2 separate regions of the Sus scrofa genome follow, and region 1 is linked to region 2. The links are chromatin contacts, called in public HiChIP or PLAC-seq maps. All regions are on one chromosome and are shown on one strand. The core of a region is the stretch at or near the end of the contact, and the rest is flanking DNA. Distances in the headings are between cores, read along the strand shown. Region 1 holds the start of FAM229A (protein FAM229A). Region 2 holds the start of LOC106510645 (myotubularin-related protein 9).

Region 1 (7,181 bases), core at 4,100-6,599, 100 kb after region 2:
CTCTAGGCCCCCGGAGCCCAGCACAGTTATGCTAATTTTACTGGAGAACCAAGGAGAGTGTTGGGGAGGACGCGAGGCAGAGAGGCTAGAGCACAAAGGCCGCGCCATAAGGGGTCATGAATAGCAAGGAACGGTTTTGGCGCCCAGCAAGCAGAAGGCGGACCGGGAAAGGCGGGCCCCTGGGGTTGGGTCCAAGGGGGTAGACAGCAGAAGGTAAGGTGCTATTGGATGAGGCTGAGCAGCCGGCGCGCCTGGTCCGACGGGATAGACAGACACGGCCAGCCCGGAGTGAAAAGAACAGTTTATGCTGTGCTTTATTAAAATGTGCATCATTCTTTTATTTAAAAATGTGCATCACTGTCTCGTGCTCGGCGCGCGCGACCTCAGCGTGGTGGCCCGCGGCGGGCCTTGTCCCCGCCCGGCTCCCGCCGAGCCGTCGTGCGCAGGCGCACTCAGGTGGCGCGGGCCCGGGGGCTCCCGCCCATGGCCAGGTAGACGTCGATGGGCACGTGCAGCAGCGTCAGGCAGTGGCAACCGGGGCAGCGTCGAAGCGGCCTAGGGAAAAGCGGGGTGTGACAGGGGCCGCTGAGGCGGAGGCCCGCCTATCCTGTTGGGATGGCGTCTAGGAGTGCACTTGGGGTCCCCGAGGTTCGGGCGTGGATGTGGTACCTTATATGGGGCGGGGTCGGTCTAGGGACGGAAGGTGGGGCGGCAAGGAGGGGCGCCGGCCTTACCTGACCGGGTTGTGCTCCGTAGCTACAGGCTCCGGGCTGTCCTGGGACTCAGGGGCGGCGGCAAGGCCGGGGGAGTCTCCAGCCTCAATGGGGAATCTTCGACCCTGAGGGGGCTCCTGGGCACTCATGTCCAGGCCCCGGGGCGCTCTGCGCGGGGAGTAGCGGTCAGGCCGCTACCGGGCAGCTGGGCTCCCCCACCCGGCGCCCGCCCCTTGGGCTGTTGCTCACCTGCCGGAGGCCGAGACCGGTCCCAGGCCGGAAGCAGCTGCCCGAGCCCTGGCCACGGGAGGACGCTCCGGTCCAGGCGGATCCGGGCAGGTGTCTGCTGCGCGTCCGTTCCCGGGCGTCGAAGGGGAAGGCTGCATTGTGACCCGGGCCGAGGCGCGGTGACCTCATAGAACCCGTTCCTCCGGCCAGGGAACCTCACGCTGCCCGGGCACTTAGCGGGGTGGCGAGCCAAGAGCTGGAGGGCTCATGCCATGGGTCGCACAGACCCCGAGCTGCCCTATGGGGGCACAGGAGGCGGCGTCCGCCGAAAGGAGCCTGGCATCCTGGGCTGCGCGCAGACCCCTGGAGCGCCCCCCACAGGCGGGGCCGCGAGCGACTCACTGCCTGGCGCGGGGTCGGGGCGCAGCAGTGACTGAACCCGGACAGGGTTTGGTGGTGGTGGTGGTGAGGGCAGATAGGAGCATTGCTCATTTTGGCCAAGAGTCACACATCATTTACATCACAATTAGGCCAGAGTTTTAAAATGTCTGGCCCTCTCCCTCCCCACCACCTGCGGCTGCTGTCTCCAGACGGAGAATGCTTTAGCCCTGGGGGCGGCTGCGGATGAAGTCCTTGGGGGGAAAAGGAGCGGGCCAAGGGCGATGGTGGAGTAGAGCTGCCTCGCAGAGGCAGCATGAGCTGAGAGGGTAATAGGAAGGAAGGAGGTGTTAGACAGCATGGAGGACTTTCTGCTCTCCAATGGGTACCAGCTGGGCAAGACCATTGGGGAAGGGACCTACTCAAAAGTCAAGGAAGCAGTTTCCAAAAAACACCAAAGAAAAGTGGCAATTAAAATTATAGACAAGATGGGAGGGCCAGAAGGTGAGCTGGGGGCCCTTTGGAGGAAGGGAGGGCTGGCTGAAGTGGGTGGGCGCTTCCTCCAGTCAGAAGGACCATTTCCTCCTTCTCTTTGATCTGAAACCAAGGAAAGCAAGGGAGTGTGGCTCTGGGGTAGGTCAGTGGGGAACAGAGGAATGCTGGGTGTCAAGGACAATCACACCCTCCAAAGTCCAAGATTAAATCTGCAGGAGGTAGAAGGATCCTCAGAAACAGAATCCAAGCCCACCAGGGCTTTCCTATTCCAGGACGGGAAGAGACTGGAAGGCTGTGGCCAGGACTAGCAGAGGGCAGGAGTGGGGCCAAGGAAGGTAGAGACTGGGAAAAGACAGGGCTTATGGAAAGAACTGTGACTCAGGAGTCAGAGGTGAGAGGAGCTGGCTCACCACGCTGTGGGCAATCAGGCCTCACAAAAGATTCAACAGCTTTGTCTAAAAAGTCTCCAAAGCATTTTGATATCCACGGTCTCACAGGCTGCTCACAACGGTCCCTGAGGCTGACAGGGAACAGTTCCTCTGAATAATATATTAGCTACAAAAACAACAGGGGTGAACATTCTTTGCAGTGTCCAAATAGCTGGATGTTAAAGGCTGTGCAAGGGAACCAAGGCACAAGACCCAGACATGGTGGGCCAGAGCTGGAAGGCAGGAGTCAGGAGAGGAGTTCTAGGCCCTTCTGGACTTGACACTCCTTCTCTTTTCCCTTGTGTCCTTAGAGTTTATCCAGAGATTCCTGCCTCGGGAGCTCCAGATTGTCCGTACCCTGGACCACAAGAACATCATTCAAGTGTATGAGATGCTGGAGTCTGCTGACGGGAAAATCTACCTGGTAATGGAGCTGGCTGAAGGAGGGGATGTCTTTGACTGCGTGCTGAATGGAGGGCCACTGCCTGAAAGCCGGGCCAGGGCCCTCTTCCGTCAGATGGTCGAGGCCATCCGCTACTGCCATGGCTGTGGTGTGGCCCACCGGGACCTCAAATGCGAGAACGCCTTGTTGCAGGGTTTCAACCTGAAGCTGACAGACTTTGGCTTCGCCAAGGTGTTGCCCAAGTCATGCCGGGAGCTGAGCCAGACCTTCTGCGGCAGCACAGCCTATGCCGCCCCCGAGGTACTGCAGGGTATTCCCCACGATAGCAAGAAAGGGGACATCTGGAGCATGGGCGTGGTCCTGTACGTCATGCTCTGTGCCAGCCTACCTTTTGATGACACAGACATCCCCAAGATGCTGTGGCAGCAGCAGAAAGGGGTGTCCTTCCCCACTCATCTGGGCATCTCAGCCGAATGCCAGGACTTGCTGAAGCGGCTCCTGGAACCAGACATGACCCTCCGGCCTTCAATTGAAGAAGTTAGTTGGCATCCATGGCTAGCAAGCACTTGATAAAAGCAATGGCAAGTCCTCCCCAATAAAGCAGGGGGAGAAAGCAAACCCAAAAACCCGCTTCTAAAATGTTGATATATATTTTACACTTTAAGTTTACTTATCCTAAATCTTACCTATACCCTCCCCAGCCTTACTTCTCTTTCCCTTTAAAGATCTTCATGGAACGAGAGGGCCTCATTCAGACTTCCCTTTTATTACGGCTGACAAGTGATTTTCATACCGGTGTTTAACTAAAGTTAATTAAAAACAGTCCCCAGAATCATACACGTACAGGGGGAGGACAGGAGAAAAATGACCAAGAGCAACTGAAAAAACTGTTGTTGCAACTTCCTTTCCAAATAAAAGCAGAAGCGTTGGGAATGCAGAACAGCCTCTTGACTCCTTGTCTTGGTGAGAGGCCTGCTGGGGGCTTGGCCCTTCCTCATCCCAAAGGCCGAGCCGAGTCTGGGATGAGGACAAGGGACTTCCTCAGGACCCAGGCTACCTCCCACCACAACCCTCCCCCAGGCTCTAAGTAGGAAGCCACCCTGCTCTGGCTCTAGGCAGTTGCTGTGGGGACAAGAACAGACCCCCAGACACTTTCCAGCTTCTGTTGAATCTCTTTAATGCTGTTAACGGCAAATCTGGAAAAGGTTCAGGAAAAAGTTCTTTTTTCTTTCTTTTTTAATTACAAAACTAACAGCTGTTAGAATCTTTTTTTTTCCTTTTTTCTTTTCCCAGCTAGAAAATACTCTGGGGAGATGCATTATAATTTAAAATATATAATATTGCACAAACAACCAAAAGGTTAATTAAACTAAAGAAATAATTACAAAGAGAAAACCCCATCCCATCAAAAAAAAAAAAGATTAAGCATTCTCTCCATCCCACCCCCTCACGGAAGGTCTGAAGTGGAAGTGACCACCACTCTCTTGGCGTCCCTGACCACGATCCCTTTAAATCATTGGTGAACACACCAGATTATGTACAAGAATCACCAGAGCAGCATCATGAAGCACCAGGGGCTCCAGGGATTCCTGCAGCCCCTCATTCCCCCAAGAGAGGCGCAGCTTTACCAGTGTGGAGGGTGAGAGCCACAAAGACTGGATCTGCCTTCAGGAAGAAGAGCTTTTGCAGAAGCCTGATGAGAGTCTCAAGAAGTTCACCCCCAACATATCCCTTCAGGAAACCGAAGGGTTGCGGCGGAGAAGCTGGGCTTACCAGAGTTGTAAGTACTCGGCTTTGATCACTGCTCTGTACCGCTGGTAGCTGGCTTGTGTCCTAAGCTACAGGGGAGTCGAGGTGGGTAGCTGGTTGGACAAGGTATCCTGCCAGTCAACGCATGGAAGGGCCTGAAGTGGCCCCCTCCCTTCTTGGGGAGGGGAAGAGGAGCAAGAGCAGACTCTTGCAGGTGGCACAGCTGGGCTAAGGACTCGGGTGCATCTGACATGAAGAAGCCTTGGGAAAGGCATTGGGGACATACCAACCTGGACTGGGTGAAAGGAGGGAGGCGGGAACTCAAAATTTGGTCTCTAGATTCTGAACCACAAGGAACCTTTCCAGGAATGGAAAATGCCTGGGAGGGAGATTCCTAAGAGAGGCAAATGTCCCAGAAGCGAATGCCTCTTACCCGCTGGGATAGGAACTGAAATGTGTTCGCATCCCTGTCTAGCCAAAGGCAGGTGGCACGGCCTTCCCTGCCTGCTTGTAGGTGAGAGTGTGTTGTCTCGGCGTCCTCCAAGAGATTGGTGGTTTAGCCTCTGTCTACACAGGTAGATGGGCTAGGGCTATCCCTTGGGACTTCCTAGCAAGCGTACCCAGGAACAGAGGGCATTCAGCAGAAAAATGTAAGCTCTTCCGGTGGGGGTAGGTCTCCTCCCCCTCGGGTCATCCTAGGGTTAGCACAAGTCAGAGTTCCTGATTTGGATTTATCGAGCCCCTTCCCAGATGTGCGGAGAGGCCTAAAGGGCCAACAAGGAGCAACCCAGAATTTCCCCAGAGCTCTGGCTGATAGAGGCCATTTAGGGGACAGTCTTAGTCAGTGTCTTCCAGGGCCAGGCTGAGACGTGCGAGGGAGGTGGGAGGTGCTGTGGCGGGGGAGCTGCGTGCTCTGGCTCCCCTCATTCCCAGTCCTCCCACTCTACGTCTTCCAGCTGCAAAGGGAGGGGATAATGGAGAGCACAAACACGTATTTACTCCTCTGAGTCAAGCCCAGACCCAGGCTCCCCAGCTGCCTCCATTTCAGGAAAGCCCTCCCACAACCCCCACCCCTGGGCCATATGCAGCCTCCTATAAATGCGAACTACTAGCCTTAAGGAATGTCTGGGGAGCAGAGCTGCCCTCTGCCTAGGGGGTGAGTCGGCTGCTCTGATTGCTCCAGACTCAAAGGAAAGCTTCTACCAATCAACACTGGACACTACAAGGGGATACCCTGCCTATAAGAACTAAGTCAGTCAACCCCTTAAGGAAAATTTGTCTCCTGCAGAGCAGCTAAGAACACGAGTCTGAGAGGCAGGAAACTTGAGAGTGGCACTGTGATTAGAAGCAAGCATGGCACTGGACTACAGGGGCTCACAGGGTCTCTACCTGGGGCTCTAGCTCCCTAATCCCCAGCTGAAGTCTCTGTAGGCAACTCTTCTGGCTTGTTGGCAGCAATCCCTGGTATGATGGGTTATAGAGTGATTCTGTTCTGCATTATCATATGTCAAGTTTTAAAGAGAGCTGCAAGAGTTCCCGTCGTGGCGCAGTGGTTAACGAATCCGACTAGGAACCATGAGGTTGCAGGTTCGGTCCCTGCCCTTGCTCAGTGGGTTAACGATCTGGCGTTGCTGTGAGCTGTGGTGTAGGTTGCAGATGTGGCTCGGATCCCGTGTTGCTGTGGCTCTGGCGTAGGCTGGTAGCTACAGCTCCGATTGGACCCCTAGCCTGGGAACCTCCATATGCCGTGGGAGCGGCCCAAGAAATAGAAAAAGACAAAAAAAATAATAATAATAATAAAATAAAATAAAGAGAGCTGCAAAGGAGTTCCTGCAGTGGCACAATGGGATTAGCAGGATCTTGGGAACATGGGACACAGGTTCTATTCCTGGCCCAGCACAGTGGGTTAAGGATCTGGCGTTGCTGCAGCTGCAGCTTAGGTTACAACTGCAGCTCAGTTCTGATCCCTGGCCCAGAAATTCCATATGCCGCAGGGCAGCCAAAATAGAAAAAAAAAACCAAAAACCAAAAAAGGGCTTCGAAGACAGCAAAGACATGAAGGCCCTGTGGCATGAGAGGGCACAAGACCTTCTCTATCCTGAGTATAGTGAGGTCACAGGTGTAAAATACTCTTGCATAGTCACTACCTGCCCCCAGGCCTCAGTCTCCCAACATGAAAAATAAGGCCCTTCCCATCTCTCTAATCTGTTCGCCTCTTTAGAGCAGGTTCTTGAGCTACATGATGGAAGGAACCATGTGGTTCTTGTGTGACAGTGGATATAAAATGACTTGAATCACATGTGTGGACTGGAGCCTCAATCCTGTCCCTTATTAGCTGTGAGAGCTTCATCCCCAGGCTCTGATTCAAAACGACCCATTCTTGATCCTGAGAAGTGGTTTAGAATAATAGGCCTTTGAGCTTATAACTGGATTGGCTTTTGTGGTGGTTTCAGGAACATGGACCAGTGCTCCCATGTTTCCCAGGGACTATGCCTCAAGTGTGCACATGCATCATCTATCACAGTGTATGAGATTACAGTGATCAATGCCAGGCCACAGAGGCTCAGGTTCAGTGATCACACTGTCAAATTGTCTCCAAGGCCAGGAGTTTGCTCAAGTTCCCCCCATCTGGCCACCATGAATCAAAAGATCTGGGGCAGGATGGCAAATCATTTTTTAGTAGCTCCCCAGGTAATTCTGACAGGAGCTAATGTCAAGTACTCTCCCAGCCATCCACCCTGGAATCGAGGGGAGGCAGAGCCTGCTGATCACAACTGTTCTGGGCCT
Region 2 (6,907 bases), core at 3,758-6,257:
AAAACAACTACCACTTGTGTGCCCACTGTGTGGCGGGCACTGTGCTAAACACTTTCACTTGACAAATCTTCACATACACACATAGCTCACCCCTCAATAATGGTGACTATTATCACCCTTTCCTTGCTCTTGGTGAAACAGGCTCCAGGGTTGTTTTTGATCACCTAGCAGGTGAGTGGTGGAGCCAGAATTTGAGCCCAAACAAGTAGACTCAGCTTTCAACCTCTAAGCTATTGCTTCACTAGAATCAAGTCTGCAGTGTGGGAGAGAGCCCCAGAAATGGTTTCCACAGCAACTTTCCCCTTGAGTCCGTGTTTCTGAGCTAGGAGTGGGCTGCTTCGTGGCTATAGACAGAGTGGTTAGGTCTGAAGGACTGGCCTTGGACCCATCCATTTCTAGCTTTGCAGAAGTGAAGGGGAAGTATGAGGTCTGGAGGTAGGAGAGAAGGGGACATTCAGTTTTTCTAAAAGAGGAAGGAAAGGGAATGGTGTCCTTCTAAGGAAGTAGGATGCCGCAGCGGCAGGTGCCCGCCCCATCCTGTGTCTGCCCCCTTAGCTCACCTCTCCTTTTCGCTGTTGCAGAGGAAGGTGCCGAAAGGCGAGGCATAGGAGTGATCAAACAGCGCCAACAGCATCCCCTCCCCAAACTCCAGCGACAGCGGGAACTGGCGGCCCAGCTGCCACACGCAATCCAGGAAGAGGAGAAAAGTGGGTGCCTCGTGCTTGGGGCGGGCGTGGGAGAAGGCCGAGTGGGCACAGCGCAGCTGGAAGGGGTGGCCGGCCTGGGGAGGGGGCAGAGCGATGGGCACAAGAAAGCAGGGATTCTGGAGGGAGGGATAGGGCTGGGCTGGGCCACTACTTACCTGGATCCACTCCCGCTCTATCAGTTCCTGGAATCCAGCCATGGTCCGGCTCAAGGGGTCTAGGATGATTTGGGCGAGTGAAGTCACGAGCAGGGTGCTGTCTGTGCCTTCAGCCCCGTGCACCAGGATGCAGGCCCCTTCCCTGTGGGCCCAGGGCTTGTCAAAAGTTGGCCAGTCCTTCCCTGCCTGGGGTGGCCAGGCCAGGAATAGAATGAGCCCATTTGAAGGGTGCATTTGCATAATGAGACATGGTTTTTGTGCCTTGGTGTTATGCCCACCCTGCCCTGTTCTGTTTTGTAGGGTAGGGGCCTTACCGTTCCATGCTGTGGGCTGCTAGGCAGGCGGTGCTCAGTGTCTCCTTCACATGTGACAGCCACCGGCAACCCTCTAGTCGACTAAGCCAGCGATCCATGCTCTGCTCCAGGTCCCCACAGGCCTCCACCAAGCGCACGAAGCTCTCCTGTAGGGGCCGCCCCCTGTACGAGTGGGAGTCTACTTATCCCTCCTCCAGCCCTAGCTCCAGTGAGCACAGCCTGGGAACAAGTGCTCCAGACCCAGGATGGACAGATAGAGCCCTCCGAGGAGCCCATATGACAAGAGTGACACAGGGCCCTTTGGGGAGCCCATCTAATTGGATCGAAATGATTCCCCAATCTTGAGGCTTCCCCAGTCTGGTGGAGGAGACCCTTTGGGGAGACCTAGTCTATTGGGGGGGCAAGAACAATACCTGGGGAGGGGTCACCTAGCCCTCTGAAGAAACAGAGGATGCCCTGGGAAACCCCCAATTTGATGAAGGTGTCACAGTACCCTTGAAGTACCCCAGTCTGACACAGTCCCCCCGGACAAGACAACACGATGCTCTTGGGATTCTGGTATCTGCTCCTACTTCCCAGGAACCGTTCTGCTCTAGATCACCAGTAACCTCCTGCCAGAAAATCTAATTGAGACTTTGTCAGCCTTGTTTGAAAGCCTTCAGTGGCTCCCCTCTGCCTTTAGGGTAAAATCTAAGCTCAAAATCATGGCGTACAAGACCTTTGCTCTGGGCTCTGTCACCCCTTCAGCCTCTCCACCTCCATCTGTCCCTCTCTGCTTCCTCCTCACACTCCACACTCCTATCACACTGAGGTGCACACAGTTCCAAAACCAGGACAGATGACTGGGCTCCCTGCCCCACACACCTGCAGCGCCTTCCACCTGGAGTGTCCCCCCCACCCCCGCCCGGGGCTCACCCCTCCTCCCTGGTCTCAGCTAAAGCATCCTGTTCTCAGGGAAACTTTCTCTGGATGACCTAAGAGACAGGTGCCTTCTCTGTGCTGCTACATACCACACTGAATTCCAGCTGCCTGTTTACTGCTGATCTTCCAGCCACATCTGGGCTGGCCACCATCTCAGCCTCTGTGCCGGGTCAATGTGGGTTGAATAAATGAATAAACAGAGTTTTGTATTCTGGATAAGGAAGCAGTCCACTCTCCTCAAAGCACAAAAACTGCCTCAGGATCTCCTCGTGGTGCTACCAGCACCTGGAGACAGAGGGAACAGATGACAGCTGTGTGGGCAGAGCCTTCAGGGCAGGGCTGGGACCAGTGCAGAGGGGTGTGTGTTTGTGTGGTGAGGTTGTTCCTGGAAAAACCAGGAAAGAGTTTTAAAGAGGTACTTTTTTCTAGGCACAGAGTTGCTGTGCCTACAGAGGCATGGGCTCCGTCAGTGGGATGCCCACTTGGCAGGATGGTTTCCAGGAGAGACCTAACAGTCAGACCTCAAGGTTTCTGGAATACACCCGTCCCCCAACCACAACCATGAAAAGTCCTGCAGGAGAGAGGTTAGGAGAGGGTGGGAAGGCTCCTTACCTCTCCAGGGGCCGGTGCAGCCGTTTCCAGCCCGGGTAGGCAGCCTTGGACTCCGTGCCGCCACCAGTCATGCGCGCCTGTTTGGCAGCCTGGGTCGAGCGAGTGTCCACGATGAAACCCTGGGCCCCAGGGCGAGCCCCCGCCAGCACAGCTCGCAGCAGCTCCTCATCCTCAGCACAACGCCGCTTCTGAGGCCCAGTCAGGGGCTGGCTGGAACGTAGCACCGCCTGCGAACAAGGAACAAGGACTCGGCTCCGGAAGCCTTACCCACCTAGCCCTGGTTCAGGGACTTTGTTCATAGGGTCCCTAGGCCAGGGCTACATACACACTGGAGCAGGGCTAGAGCCGGAAGGGGCGCAGAAGGCCCATGGGCGTCGGACCCAGGTCTGGGTGGCTTGTGGCCGGAGTGGGTAGGGACCTGATGGGTAGACCGTGGGTGGGTCATGGGTTGACAAAGGAGGGACGAGGCTCCAGGGGGCCCAAACCAGCCGAAGTCTGGGCGGGACATAGGCGAGGCTCCGAAAACCGGAGAGAGGGGCGGGGTCCGCGTCGGTGAAAGCAGGATTGAGCCGAGGGGGGCAGAGCCAGAATAGAGCCGGAGCCCCGCAACAGCCGCCAGGCAACAGCCGGGCAACGAACTGGCCAGACCAGTGCAGAGAAGACCCAAGGAGGGAGCAGAGGCTTCTAGCGGCGGGGTCTGGGGAGGGGCGGGGCTCACAGTTCCGCTGGGAGCGTGGTAGTAGCTGAGAACCGGGAAGCGGCCTCCCTGGCGGAAGCGGGCGCTGCGCGCCAGGGCATCGTTGTTCACCGCTCGAGGCACGATCACAGCGCGGGGGTAACTGGGGCACAAACTGAAGTCCTCGTTCGCCTCGCTCAGCCGCCAAGCGTTGGTCTGTGGCACAAGAAGGAGCAAAGATCAGGTCTAGGGCTCCCAGTGAGTGCCCCGTCCCTGCTCCCCTTCCAGGGCCGGCTCTTCCACATTCCCAGGCCCCCACGACCGCGCCCACCTCGCGAGCTACTCTCTTGTAGTAGCTTTCGGGCGGGTGGAAGTGCCAGGCATCGCCCAATCTCAAGCTCTTGGGACGGTAGAAGAATGGAAAGGAGGTGATGACTGATTCCAGGGAGGACAGCGCCTGGGAAGGAAGTCAAGGCATCTGGGAAAGGTTGGAATCCAGCCCTCCGCACCGCAGCTCTCGCCTCTCCATCTACTCCAGAACCCTCTGCATCTCTTTGCCATTAGCTTTGCTCCAGAATAACACTGGATGCTGGGTCCCCTTGAGCGATAACCCCCGCTGACCCCCTCGTTAAGGGATAGGTAGCTTAAGGGCCTCTGGTGCACCCTTGGCGGACCTCGATGGAGCGGGCGATGTCCAGCGTCGCCTCCACGCCCTCTATTTCTAGCTGCAACACTCGCAGGTCCTTACAGCGCAGCGTGATGGTGCCGGAGTCACCCTCGACCCTAGAGATGTACGGGTTTAGGCTTAATGTCCCCCGCCCCCGACCAGGGGAGGAGAAGGGAGTTTCGTAGGGTCGCACGTTATGCAGGGGCGCACCAGCTCCAACAGCGCTTGCCCTTCCCCCTCTCCCTGCGGAGCCGCGCGCTCCCCAACTACCCGGACGTCGCCGCCACGTCTCTCACCGCTTCTCGATGGAGTCGACACTACGCAACAGCAGCAGCCACAGATCTGGAGTCGCCTGGGCCCCTGGCGACAGCAGCAGGTGGTGGCCGGTGACGCAGAGCGTGCCGCGCAGCGGGGGCGTCTCCGAGCCCCGCAGGAGCTCGGCTTGGGCTTGGCCCGTACGTATCAGCTCCGAGAACTCCATTCCTCCAGCGGAGGGCCTGGGGCCCGACAGGAGGACAGACTCTAGGAGCGTCAGGCGGGTGAGCGCGGACTCCGAAAGGGACAGGAACTGGCTGGGCAGCTGGCGACGCCGGCAGGACAGCTGTTAAGGAGGCCCCTTGGAGGAAAAGATCACACAGCGTCACAGGACCCCCCCCCCCCATTGCCAACACTTCTTAGTGAGACCCTGGGGCTAGTAGAAACTGTTAAGGAAACCTCAATTTCATCATCTGTGAAATGGGGAGAATAACCTTGGTAAAGCCCTTTACCTCCTGCCTGAGTTGCCGGAGGACCTCATTTTTGTGTGTTGCTGTTGTTTTTAATTCTGGGGAGCTGGCACTCCCACTGATTTCAAAAAATAAAGGAAAAGACCGTCTTTCTCCTGTACCCTGGTGGAAGGGGTAGAAAGGGTAGATGTGAAACGGGGAACTGTCTGCATCCTCCCCTACGGCGGAGGCAGGGTGGGGGGAAAATCCCCTGGTCCACCTTAAACACAAGCAGCTGTGTCGCTGGCGCCCCTCCCCCACCACAGCTGGAAGTCCCTGCCTGAGGGCGCCCTCTATGGGGGCCACTTCTGGTACAGAAGCCCCATCCCGCGTCTCTCCATCCTTCCACCAAACATGAATGGACTCTGCACCGAGCTGGGCCTTACATTGGGTGTTGAGACGCAAGGATGGCCGAGGGAAGTTCCGTTCACAGAGTTTTCAGCCTGGGAAAAGACGCACTTAAGCTGGAAGACCCATCCATCCAAGTGTTCTTATATTTCTTTAACACTGATGCCTACACCGTGTTAAAGGCTGATTACCAAGAAGAAATGTCTCCCTGCCTTTAACGAGCCTTCTGGTCTACCAGGTTTCAGGCTTTTGTGTGTGTGCAAGACCCTTCTTTCAAATAATGAAGTCATCGGTGGACCCTCCCCCCCATCATATAAACATAAAGTTGGAACCACTCTGTGAAAGGAATCAGACATAAAAGAGTACGAATTGTAAAATTCCAGACCAGCTGAAATCAGCTGGGATGGGAATTCCTCAGAAATGCAAATTATCAGGCCCTACCTGACATACACTGAATCTGAAGCTCTGGGAATGGGGCCCAGCAATCTGCTTAAACAAGCTTTCCAGGCAATTCTGATCCATGCTGAAGTTGAGAACACTGGAAAGTATACAAAAAGGCAAAGCGAATCTATGCTGTCAGAAATTAGGGTAGTATCACTGAAACCAAGTCCCCCTAAAACTAAGTTCTCTCTCTCTCTCTTTTTTTTTTTTGCATTTCTTTTTTTTTTTTTTTAAGATTTTTATTTTTTCGGAGTTCCCGTTGTGGCTCAGTGGTTAACAACGACTAGGAACCATGAGGTTGTGGGTTCGATCCCTGGCCGCGCTCAGTGGGTTAAGGATCCAGTATTGCCATGAGCTGTGGTGTAGATCACAGACCCGGCTTGGATCTGGCGTTGCTGTGGCTGTGGCTACAGCTCCGATTAGACCCCTAGCCTGGGACCTCCATATGCCGCGGGTGCGGCCCTAAAAAAGACAAAAAAACAAACAAAATAAAATAAAAATTAAAAAAAAATAAAAGCAAGTTCTCTTACTGAGTTTATGATTCTCTCTATCCAAACTTTAATCCCCTTTTTGTCCCCTTTGACCATAATCTTGTGCTAACTGAATAATCAACCAGAGTGAGGTGACTAAAATTGCTGTTGTCAGTAACATCACTAATGTACTAAAATTGCTATTCTAGATATCGTCATTAACAGACAAACTCCAGTTGTTTCTCCAGGGCAAGATGAGGTAACAGCTCATCAGCCCGAAGCCATGGACTCCCTAGCCAGATAATCTTAAACCAGAGACATCCTGACGCCTGAAACTACAATTAAGAAACGTCACATGAGTTCCTGTCGTGGCGCAGTGGTTAACGAATCCGACTAGGAACCATGAGGTTGCGGGTTCGATCCCTGCCCTTGCTCAGTGGGTTAATGATCTGGCGTTGCCGTGAGCTGTGGTGCAGGTTGCAGAAGCGGCTCAGATCCCGAGTTGCTGTGGCTCTGGCATAGGCCAGTGGCTACAGCTCCAATTTGACCCCTAGCCTGGGAAACTCCATATGCCGCGGAGCAGCCCATTGTGGCTCAGCAATAACAAACCCAACTAGTACGAGGACACAGGTTCCATCCCTGGCCTTACTCGGTGGGTTCAGGATTTGGCATTGCTGCAAGCTCTGGTGTCGATCAAAGATGCAGCTCACATCTGGCATTGCTGTGGCTGTGGCGTAGGCCAGCAGCTGCAGCTCTGATTCGACCCCTAGCCTGGGAACTTCCATGTGCTGCAGGTGCGGCCCCAAAAAGACAAAAAAAAAAAAAAAAAAAA

The links. HiChIP or PLAC-seq counts read pairs in DNA pulled down with a chosen protein or histone mark.
Region 1: a contact with region 2 is called in an H3K27ac HiChIP or PLAC-seq map of alveolar macrophages. The contact joins the promoter of FAM229A here to the promoter of LOC106510645 in region 2. A contact is called at or near these places in 1 of 5 promoter capture datasets (liver), 3 of 47 Hi-C or Micro-C datasets (embryonic fibroblasts, heart right ventricle and skeletal muscle) and 2 of 2 datasets of contacts at active chromatin or transcription factors (alveolar macrophages and skeletal muscle).

What each region holds. Positions count from the first base shown.
Region 1 is chr6:88,808,345-88,815,525 of Sscrofa11.1, forward strand. It overlaps FAM229A (protein FAM229A), which reads right to left and starts at 5,350. Exons shown (of 3, transcript XM_003127761.4): 1 at 963-5,350; 2 at 735-881; 3 at 290-555. The coding sequence starts at 1,099. The coding sequence ends at 453. It overlaps BSDC1 (BSD domain-containing protein 1), which reads right to left. Exons shown (of 12, transcript XM_005665183.3): 11 at 735-5,350; 12 at 318-555. The coding sequence ends at 5,318. TSSK3 (testis specific serine kinase 3) reads left to right here and starts at 1,679. Exons shown (of 2, transcript NM_001287419.1): 1 at 1,679-1,823; 2 at 2,554-3,215. The coding sequence starts at 1,679. The coding sequence ends at 3,215.
Region 2 is chr6:88,707,841-88,714,747 of Sscrofa11.1, forward strand. It overlaps LOC106510645 (myotubularin-related protein 9), which reads right to left and starts at 5,008. Exons shown (of 11, transcript XM_021095804.1): 1 at 4,820-5,008; 2 at 4,349-4,668; 3 at 4,060-4,168; 4 at 3,717-3,842; 5 at 3,428-3,601; 6 at 2,710-2,936; 7 at 1,177-1,338; 8 at 863-1,004; 9 at 561-781. The coding sequence starts at 4,533.